Regions from separate parts of the Sus scrofa genome. Here regions 1 and 3 are each linked to region 2. The links are chromatin contacts, called in public HiChIP or PLAC-seq maps. All regions are on one chromosome and are shown on one strand. The core of a region is the stretch at or near the end of the contact, and the rest is flanking DNA. Distances in the headings are between cores, read along the strand shown.

Region 1 (3,715 bases), core at 141-2,640, 80 kb after region 2:
AGCGAGGCCAGGGATAGAGCCAGCAACCTCATGGTTCCTAGTCGGATTCATTTCCGCTGCGCCACGACAGGAGCTCCTGTTGCTCTGATTTGACCCCTAGCCTGGGAATTTCCACATGCCGTGGGTGCAGCCCTAAATAGCAAAAAAAAAAAAAAAAAAAAAAAAAAGAAAGAAAGAAAAAGAAAAAAGATTAATCCAGTGATACATGTTAACTGATACATAGTTATTGCAGGAAACTTCAGAAATTAAAGATAAATTCAAACAAACAAAAAAATTGAGCCCCAGGAGTTCCCTCTTGTTCAGTGGGTTAAGGATCCAGTGTTGTCACTGCTATGCCTCAGGTTACAGCTGTGGTGCAGGTTGGATCCCTGGCTGGGAAACTTCCACATGCCATGGCACAGACACCCCCGCCCCAAAACGAGCCCCAAATCTCCCTTGAGGAGAAAATAAAATTGACATTTGCCATTCAGGAGAAATAGCTTCTGAGACTTCATTTTTTTAAAAAATTTTATTTTATGGCTTCTCCCGCGGCACATGGATGTTCCCAGGCTAGGGGTCCAATTGGAGCTACAGCTGCTGACCTACACCACAGCCACAGCAACACAGGATCAGAGCCGCTACACCACAGCTCATGGCAATGCCTGACCCTTAACCCACTGAGCAAGGCCAGGGATCAAACCTGTGTCTTCACAGATGCTAGTCAGATTAATTTCAGCTGCGCCACTACGGGAACTCCTGAGACTTCAATAAACACGAAAATGCGAACTCCTTGCTTCTGTAAACCCCATAAAACGCAGGATATAGAACTGAGACTGGGTAGATGGTCATGCAACTTACTGAGAGACCACAGAAAGAAGAGTAAGTTTGATGGTAAAAAATGTTGCATTAAGTTTTGGGCTGAAATGGTTTGTGTTGAAGTCTAAGACTCTAATATGAATTTTAAAAAATAGAACGCTTATTATATACCAGCCACTATGGGTGTATATAGGTGAATAAAACAGTGGATCCTAACCTCCCTGAGCAGGCAAGTGTACCAAACAAACGTAAAATTTGGTATGGGTTATGTAAGAGATTACAAGATACTAGGATGTAAACCGTTGTGGTTAAACATTTGCTCACAATGACAATATGTTCCTGACAATACTCTCTAAAAGAATGATATCTGGGTTTACAGATCTGCTTATTTCTATTTATTTTTAACATTTTTTAAATGAACTTTAATTTTTGAAGCAGTTTTAGCTTTCCAGCAAAATTGAAGGAACAAGTACAGAGTTCTCATATGCCCACTGCTCCCCCTTCAATCAACAATCTGCTCGTTTAAAAATTTTTTTATTGTTTCATCGAGGTTTTGGTAATAGGAGTGGATACTGAAAACACGCTCTGGTTGGTTAAAACAAGGTTCAGCTGAAGAGGCGGAAACTCTGTGTCCAAGTAAAAACTACATTTCCCAAGGAGCAGCGCGGCACGGGAAGAGAGCGCACGCGTAGAGAGGAAGACAGCGCACGCGTAGAGAGGGTCTCGCGCTGCTCATAAAAGGGAAAAAGCGTGCGTGGTTCTTGAGCCGCCGCGAATCTTCGAACGTGAGCGCGTTGTTATCCGCAGACTCTGAAAGGCATTCGAGGGAAGACGCGCCTGCTCCCGCCGTCGCAGTTTCCAGCGCGACTTGCTTATTCCACCCGTGGTTCTGTAGGTGGGTATACGTCGTGGTCTGAGGCACTGCTTGGCTCCCCGCACCCCCGCTCGGAGAATGGCGGGAGCGGAGGGCCGGGGGGTCCCTGTTCTCGGGCGTCGCTGAGGCAGCTCTTGAGAGGCAGTGCGCACGCGCCCTGGACCGGGAGAGGCGGGGCGCTGGGAGGGAGGGCTGGCGCCGACCTTCTCTGGTAACTGACTGCGCCTGCGCTCGCCGGCTGGAAGAGGGTGGGAAGCCGCTGCACGTGGAGCTTGGCTCCGTGGCTGGGAGGGGTGGGTACGCACCCCAGGTGCGAGAGAACAAGGGCAGAGGATGGGGCCCGCACTTTGGCAGCTTTCATTATTTGCTGAAGGTGTGCTTAGTTTAACAACCTCATTCTTCATATTCCTCCAGGTGCTTTCTATTTCACTGCAGCCAAAACTTCATTCTCTACTCATTAGCCCCTTTTCTCCTTCAAACACACTCCAGTAAGGCCTTGGCTCTCACCCCTCCACTGAAATGGAAATGCGTGCTTCATTTGCTATGCGGAACATTCTCGTCTTCAGCTTCAGCTCTTTCTGGTTTCTCCTCTGCTGATTCTTGCTCTAACTTACCCTCAGTGGTTGGTTGTACTGCCCCACAGCCTCATCTTTGATCTCTTTTCTGTGCTGTTTCCTAGGCTTTAAATACTCTCTCTTTTTTTTTTTTTTTTGTCTTTTTGCCATTTCTTGGGCCGCTCCCGTGGCATATGGAGGTTCCCAGGCTAGCGGTCTAATCAGAGCTGTAGCCACCGGTCTACGCCAGAGCCACAGCAAACGTGGGATCCGAGCCGCGTCTTCGACCTACACCACAGCTCACGGCAACGCCGGATCCTTCACCCACTGAGCAAGGGCAGGGACTGAACCGGCAATTTCATGGTTCCTAGTCGGTTTTGTTAACCACTGAGCTACGGCGGGAGCTCCTAAATACCATCTCTTGTGTTTAACTCTCAAATTCTTGTCCTCAACTCATTGCTCTACCTGAAATTTTGAGTTTTACCATTCACCTTCTTCAGTTTTCCAATTTTTCAAACACCTTGAGTTATACTAGATGTCTTTTGCTTCCCCTCTGTCCTCTTTCTCCATCAGTCAGTACATGTTTATCTGTTTATATACTTGTTTATGTGGCCACACCCACAGCATTCCTAAGTTCCCAGGCCAGGGATCAAATCTGAGCTGCAACTGCCAGCTAAACAGGATCTTTTAACTCATGGCTCTGGGCTGGAGATAGAACCAGCACCTTGGCAGCAACCTGAGCTGCTGCAGTCAGATTATTGTTTATTTATTTGCTTTTTAGGGCAGCAGGTGTGTCATATGAAAGTTCCTGGACTAGGGATCAAATTGCAATTTCAGGTGCCAGCCTATGCCACAGCCCATGGCAATGCCAGATCCTTAACCCATTGAGCAAGGCTAGGGATCAAACCTGAGTGCTCATGGATACTAGTCTTGTGTTGCCACTGAGCCACAAAGGGAGCTCCCTGTAGTCCGATTCTTAACCCACTGGGAACTCAGACAGTCTCTCTTCAGAGCATGTTAACAGGAACTGATTTGTTTTCCAGGATCAGGGAGAAGATACTGAACAGTCCAGCTTCAGAACTGTTGCAGTGTTTCTAAGTTCAAAGACCGTTTTAGGAGGCCTCCAGGGAGTACCCTGGTGGCCTAGTATTTAAGGAACTGGTACTGTCATTGCCGTGGCTCAGGTTGGATCCCTCTGCAGGTTACAAGTATGGTGTTAAAAAAAAAAAAATTTCCAGGATTCAGTTCAGTTCTGCACTTGCTTTTGAGGACTTAGTAGGTGCCAGGCCCTGTGCTAATTGCTGGGAATATAAAGATGAATAAAAGTGCATCTCTCTCTTTTCAGAGATCTTGGTGTGGCAGGAGAGACAAACAATATGGTAGTCTCTGGGTGCATGTGTGACAAATGCAGGAACAGATGTTTGTGTCCGGTGCTTTAGAAGTTTCTGGAAGTTCTGATTGCCCATGGCATCAGGGCAGATTAGAGGGGCCT
Region 2 (3,508 bases), core at 680-3,179:
TTTTTTGCTTTTTAGGAATGTGCCCGTGGCATATGGACGTTCCCAGGCTAGGGGTCCAATTGGAGCTGCAGCTGCTGGTCTACACCAGAGCCATAGCAAAGCAGGATCCGAGACAGCTCATGGCAATGCCAGATCCTTAACCCATGAGCAAGGCCAGGGATCGAACCTGTGTCCTCATGGATGCTAGTCAGATTCATTAACGGCTGAGCCATCACGGGAACTCCGGAACTAACTCAATCTTTAAAGCACACTTCAAGTAAGGCCTTTTGTCAGCTGTTGTAATGCATACAAAATGACCATTTCCAGCCTCTCACACAAGCAGAGGTATTTACTATGTCAGAAAATTAACCATGTAAAGACACAAACCACTAAAAACTACTAAAAGAAGGTGAGGAAAAGGGTCCTTTAGCTACAATGAAGGGAAAGGAAAGTGATATCTGAACTAAGTCCTAGGAAGCAGTATTTCCCAGACTGTGAACACCCAAGAGTAAGAAAAGAGTCTCAATGGCTTTAACACCTCCATTGCTAGTATTTTTCCTTAATAAATAAACATCAGACCACAGACAGCATTCAACTGGCAACAATATCTTTTTTTGTCCGTCTTAGTAACTTTCCAATTACTTCCAATTTTGTAGCAAGTGAGGTTGGTTTTTCCACTTAAGACATGAAATCATATTCACATGGTACGTGTGTGTATCCTTTTTTTTCTTTTTAAAAAGTGAGTTTTATGCTGAAACAAGACTTTGAAGTGGTAGGAATAGGAATTCCCATTGTGGTCCAGTGGAAACAAATCCGACTAGGAACCATGAGGTTGCGGGTTTGATCCCTGGCCTTGCTCAGTGGCTTAAGGATCCGGCGTTGTCGTGAGCTGTGGTGTAGGTTGAAGATGCGGCTTGGATCTGGCATTGCTGTGACTCTGGCGTAGGCCTGCAGCTACAGCTCCGATTAGACCCCTAGCCTGGGTACCTCCATATGCCTCGGGTGCGGCCCTAAAAGGACAAAAGACAAAAAAATAAAAAATAAATAAAATAAATAAAAATGAAGTGATAGGAATATACATTCTTAATCACAGGTATGTGCCAAAAAAAACAAAAAAACAAAAAAAACTGAAGGTGGCATATGTATGACACAAGTTTGAGAAACAACATTCTACTGTTCCAAAAGGAGAAAAAAAGTAGTTTGCAGAGATGGGAGAAGGGTATGTAGGTGGAGGTAAACAACAGGGAACTACTAACAGATATTTAAAAACTTAAGAGCCACATCAAAGAATTCTTAATATCTGAGGTTTCTTGCTAAATGCAACAGACCCAACCAGTGGGAAAACCTCTCCTCCAAGACTCTATCCTTTGCCCGGTGGGTGGATTCCCACAATTCACAGCACCCTAAGCCGTTAAGGTTGTCCCTCCAACACTGCTCCAGTCTCTTAAACTCTGAACATCCTTGGTACCCGCTCTCACCGCCACCACCTCCATTCCCCTCCCACATACACGGCCTTCCATAGCCTGCCGCACCCCCCCCCCGAGTGGTCCCCATGCCGCAGGCCCCTACTCACTGTTTGCCGTAGTTACCCCCAACAGGTTTGGTGACAAGCTCCTCCCCGGACAGGGACGACTCGGACTCGCTGTCCGAACCGGTGGTAAAAAACCGCGACATGGCGACGGCGCTGAGCAGCTGCGGCGGACGCGGCTGGACCTACGGAAAAGCCCGAAAGTCACGGGCCACAACAACGGGCCCGGGCCGCCACTCCCCGACCCCGACCCACACCGTCCCCGCACGCACCCCGACTGAGGTTTCGCTCCTCCAAGCACGAGGCCCAAGAAATAGTTACCAGCTGAGCTCGCGAGTCACACCGCGGAGCCGGGACCGCGGAAACGCGCAGAGGAGAAGGCGGGACCCTTGCGTCACTTCCGGGGGACGCCGACGAACTGTACTGTTTGACTACAACTCCCAGATGCCCTCGCGCCACGCAAGGGGCGGGATTCGGCCTGATGTAACCTTGGCGGGGAGGACGCCACCTAGAGATTCTCCCATGGGACCCGCTTTGCTGTCGGGTTTTATTGCTCACAGATGCCAACCATACCTCTGACCCGTGGAGTAAGAATCTCAGGACCAGGATTTTCCTTTTTTAACGTCCACGCGATGCTGATAAGTTACAAGGTTTTGGAGCTAGGCTTCGAGCAAACTTTGAATCTGACTTTGTATTCAAATCCCATCTCTGGAGTTCCCTGTTGTGGCGCAGCGGAAATGAATCCGCCTAGCATCCATGAGGTTGCGGGTTCGATCCCTGGCCTTGCTCAGTGGGTTAAGGATCCGGCGTTGCCGTGAGCTGTGGTGTAGGTGGCAGACGCGGCTCGGATCTGATGTCGCTGTGGCTGCGGTATAGGCCAGAAGCTGTGGCTCCGATTTGACTGCTAGCCTGGAAACCTCCATATGCCGTGGGTGTGGCCCTAAAAAAAAAAACCAAAACAAAAAAACAAATCCCATCTCCAACACTTACTAGTGTGTGACACTTAGGCAGATTTCCTAATCTCTGTATGATTCAGTCTCCCCAGATAAGGACCATAATAGGACCTACTTCGTAGAATATTATGAAAATTAAGTGACTTAGTATATGTGAAGCGTTTAGAACAGCGCCTTGTACAATATAAGCATATAATAAATATAAAGCTAGTATCATTCATTATTCCACAAATGCTTATTTACTGAGCATTTGTTATGAACCAGAAATGTTCTAGGCACTGGACACAGCAGCAAACAAAACAGAAAAAGTAGCTGATTTCACAAGGAAACTCCTAGGTTCTAGGAATAAGGAGAAGACCAGTGTACTATCAGCAAAGAGAGCAATGTATTAACAGTATAGAAGTAGATAACTCTAGATCATGAAGATACTTGGAGGCCTATGGATTTAAATCCAGGTGAGTTGGAGAAGCTATCAAGCAGTTTTATTGAGCTGGGACTGTTTTACATTTTTCTTTCTTTCTTTCTTTTTTTTTTTTTTTTTGCCTTTTTGCCTTTTTGCTTTTTTGCCTTTTCTAGGGCTGCTCCCAAGGCATATGGAGGATCCCAAGCTAGGGGTCCAATCAGAGATTTAGTTGCCGGCCTACACCAGACCCACAGCAACGCCAGATCCAAGCTGCGTCTGAGACCTACACCACAGCTCATGGCAATGCCAGATCCTTAACCCACTGAGCAAGGCCAGGGATCAAACCCACAACCTTATGGTTCCTAGTCAGATTCATTAACCACTGAGCCATGATGGGAACTCCACATTTTTATTTCTTTATTAATTTTTTTACCGCTGCACCTGCATTATATGGAGGTTCCCAGGTTGGGGGTCGAATCGGAGCTGGAGCTGCCAGCATACATTACAGCCACAGCACATCGGGATCCAAGCCATGTCTGCGACCTACACCACAGCTCACAACAACATCAGATCCTTAACCCACCATGCAAGGCCAGGGATCAAACTGGAATCCTCATGGATCCAACCTGAATCCTCATGGATCCT
Region 3 (3,530 bases), core at 704-3,203, 110 kb after region 2:
GAGGTTCCCAGGCTAGGGGTTGAATCAGAGCTACAGCTGCCAGCCTACACCACAGCCACAGCAGTGCAGGATTCTGCAACCTACACCACAGCTCACTGCAATGCTGGATCCCTAACCCACTAAGCAAGGCCAGGGATCCAACCTGCGTCCTCGTATTAGTCAGATACATTTCTGTTGAGCCATGACAGGAACTCCTGGCCACAGTCTTTAACAGCCTGTCTCAGCATTCCAGTTAAGGAAGGTAGTTTGAGGGGTGGCTGAGCTAGTGCAGGCAGACTTCCGCTTGAACTTTGCGAGAGCCTGAATGTTTTATGGGCTAAAATGTCAAATGCCTGCAGGAGAGAGTAAACGCCTTATCACCTGGGCCGTCTTTCTGAGCCAGTTGCTGGGCCCTGGTCAGCAGGCTGTTCACTGGCAGCCACCTGTGTCCCAGGTGTCGTTCCATGCTGCTGACCCGGGGTAGTGCTCTAGTTTTGACCCATCATGGGATGTGTCAGCTTGGAAGCCGGAGGAAGGTATTTCTCTCTCCTCACCCCTGACAGGGACCCACACACACACACAGACCTCTTAAAGGTGCACAGAGAGGCCATGTGCCCGAGAGGCTGACATCCACTAGCTTTGTTTTTGTTTTGTTTTAAGGACCACACCGCAGCATGTGGAGGTTCCCAGCTTAGGGGTCTAATGGGAGCTACAGCTGCTGGCCTACACCACAGCAACACTAGGTCAGAGCCCCATCTGCGACCTACACCACAGCTCGTGGCAATGCGGGATCCTCAACCCACTGAGCAGAGCCAGGGATCGAACCCGCAACCTCATGGATGGTAGATTCATTTCCGCTGAGCCACGACGGGACCACCTATCCTATTTCTTTTTAAAAGTTCACCCTCATCAAATATTTCCACCGTGAACTGGTGTGCTGCGGTACTGGATGACTTTAAAGAGCCCACACTCTTTAGCCCCTAACTAATGGTCAAGGGGAGGTGCCAGTTTTCAGGGGAGGGGGGGTTAAGGCTCAGGGTTTCGGCTGCATTCAAAGGAATGTCATTCAGAAAGTGGTCTTTCCTTGGCTGTCCCAGGTGAAGCAGACTTCCTGGGGTAGCACCAGCCCTGAGGGTTACAGCCGGGCTGGAAGGCTGCCTCTCAGAAGGCAGGGACCCGTGCTCTGCTGCAGGGTCATCCTGGATGACCTGAAGCGTCTATGGCTCCAGATGGAGACATCTCAAAGAAAACTGCTCTTTAAACGGAAATGATCTTAAAACATTATTTCCTCGGATCTCTGTGGTGGAACTGCAGAAACTTTAGGGAGTGAAATATTACATTCCTCTCCTAGAGATTCATATTCCAGTTAAAGTATTAAAGGCTCTGCCAAGTTCTGCAATAACAGTTTGTTTAGCTCAGTGGTTCACAGACTTACTGGCAGTAGAATACATTTGCACACCGGTTCTCAAGTCTGGCTGCATCCCAGAGGTTCTGATTTAATTGGGGTGGAGTTCAGGCCCTGGTATTGATTTAACCTTTTATTTGTCTTTTCTCTTTTTAGGGCTGTACCCAAGGCAATATGGAGGTTCTCAGGCTAGGGGTCCAGCCTATGCCACAGCCACAGCAACGCGGGATCTAAGCCACGTCTCTGACCTACACCACAGCTCACAGCAGCGCCAGATCCCCGACCCACTGAGCAAGGCCAGGGATTGAACCCACATCCTCATGGGTACTAGTTGGATTAGTGTCTGCTGCGCCACAACGGGAACTCCTTGATTTAACTTTTTATATAATTTCAGACTTAAATATAGTTTGCCGCCTTTGCTTTATCATTCTGTATGGCTATTCACAAATCTTTTTCTGAACCTTTTATGTTGCAGACATGAGGCATGATGCTGCTTGACCTCTAAATACATGTCAGCATTTCCTAAAAATGAGAACATTCTTAACCACAGTACATTTCTCAAAATCGGGAATTACGCTTGTATGCAACTATTAGCTAATCCACAGATCTTAACTCAGATTCATCACTGTCCACTGGTGACCCTCATAGCAAAAGAACATTTTTCTGGTGCAGATCAGCATTGAGTTTAGTGTTCATGTCTCTTTCGTCTGTTTCAACCTGGAACGGTTCCCAGGCTGTCTTCTTTTCTTTTCTTTTCTTTTTTTTTTTGCTCTTTTTAGGGCTGTACCGGTGGCACATGGAAGTTCCCATGCTAATGGTGGACTCAGAGCTGTAGCTGCCACGTTACACCACAGCCACAGCAACGCCAGATCGAGCTGCGCGTGTGCAGCCTACACCCACAGCTCGTGGCAACACGGAATCTCTAACCCACTGAGTGAGGCCAGGGATCAAACCCTCGTCCTCACGGATACTAGTCGGGTTTGTTAGCGCTGAGCCACGATGGGAACTCCATGTCTCTGGCTTTCATGACTTTGACGTTTTGCGATCATACGCCAGTGTAGAATGCCCCTCAGCTGGGTTTGTCTGATGTTTCCTCGGGATTAGAATCAGGTTTCACGCTTTCGGAGGTAATAGCACCAAGTGATACTGCCCTTGGCCAGTGTTGGAAGGCAGAGGACACTGCCACGCTGGTTACGGTGAGCTCCTCCAGGTTCCTCCTGTGTCCAGTGATGGCTGTTTGCCGTTGTGTGATAAGTGTCTCATGGGAGATGCTTTCATACTGTGTAAATATCCCATGTCACCATCCCAGACCCACTAGTTCTGGCCGAGAGCCACTGCATTAATGTCTTAGAGAACACAGCTTCGGACACGCTCCATGAAAGGATGTCCTCCAGACAGGCCCAGCAGCAACCATCAGACTTGCCCCCTGGCTTTTACTCCTCCTCTGCTTTCCTGGCTGCCTGCTCGCCCCGCGCCCCAGTGCCTCACCCACATCAGCCACGTGTCTCACACCAGCCGCGCTGAGCTTTGACACGTCAAGGCTACCGGGCAGGGTGTCCGTCCTCCTCGTGGTTTGCCCAGTTCCCTCTGCCAAGACTTCAGCCCGGTCTTCCGGCCTCTCCTGACAAGCCCACAGGAGTCACACACTCAGGGACTCCGTCCTGTGACGCTGTGGGGGGGTGTCCTCAGAGGTCTCTCTCCTCCTAAACCAGGGCCTTCAGAGCCATGTGGGCGGTTGTGACAGGCGTGCCGGAGGGATGGGTGGGGGAATGAACAACCCAGGGTGGGTACTCTGCTGCTTTTTGCTGGCGAAGTGGTCTAGGGGAGAGTCCCCGGGGTTTAAAGGATTGCGCCTTCTTCCCACCAGGATTTGGGGGCACTTCTGCCAGGTTGCTTAGGTCTCGGCCACTCTAAGCAAACTCCAGAAGTTTCCTGGGCTGCCGCCTTTCAGGGACAAGTTCCATCCACCCCTATTCCTGCCCTGGGCCCGGACCCCCCAGCCCTCTGGAGGGTCTCATCTTACATGTCCCGCTGGGGCAGACTGCACATTTTAACTTCTGTCCTCTGAACAAGACATTGCTCGAGGCTGCGGGTGCCCAGCAGCCCGTGTTCAGGATCTGGCAGGTGCGCTTGGGGAAGGCGGCGG

The links. HiChIP or PLAC-seq counts read pairs in DNA pulled down with a chosen protein or histone mark.
Region 1: a contact with region 2 is called in an H3K27ac HiChIP or PLAC-seq map of alveolar macrophages. The contact joins the promoter of SGF29 here to the promoter of LOC110260088 in region 2. A contact is called at or near these places in 7 of 47 Hi-C or Micro-C datasets (embryonic fibroblasts, epiblast stem cells, heart right ventricle and 3 more) and 1 of 2 datasets of contacts at active chromatin or transcription factors (alveolar macrophages).
Region 3: a contact with region 2 is called in an H3K27ac HiChIP or PLAC-seq map of alveolar macrophages. The contact joins the enhancer-like site here to the promoter of LOC110260088 in region 2. A contact is called at or near these places in 1 of 5 promoter capture datasets (liver), 4 of 47 Hi-C or Micro-C datasets (embryonic fibroblasts, epiblast stem cells, mesenteric adipose tissue and 1 more) and 1 of 2 datasets of contacts at active chromatin or transcription factors (alveolar macrophages).

What each region holds. Positions count from the first base shown.
Region 1 is chr3:18,385,605-18,389,319 of Sscrofa11.1, reverse strand. SGF29 (SAGA-associated factor 29) reads left to right here and starts at 1,390. Exons shown (of 11, transcript XM_021088034.1): 1 at 1,390-1,690.
Region 2 is chr3:18,466,146-18,469,653 of Sscrofa11.1, reverse strand. LOC110260088 (eukaryotic translation initiation factor 3 subunit C) reads right to left here and starts at 1,929. Exons shown (of 21, transcript XM_021088039.1): 1 at 1,780-1,929; 2 at 1,553-1,692. The coding sequence starts at 1,653.
Region 3 is chr3:18,357,649-18,361,178 of Sscrofa11.1, reverse strand. The region is part of intron 5 of SGF29 (SAGA-associated factor 29); the gene reads left to right. Among named protein-coding and RNA genes, the nearest start is that of BOLA2B, 7.9 kb to the right of the region's middle. Within about 2 kb of position 1,953, at least 11 of the 83 cell types and tissues checked have an H3K27ac peak or open chromatin away from gene starts, as enhancers often do. A contact at or near this core is called in alveolar macrophages, liver and mesenteric adipose tissue, where this site is marked.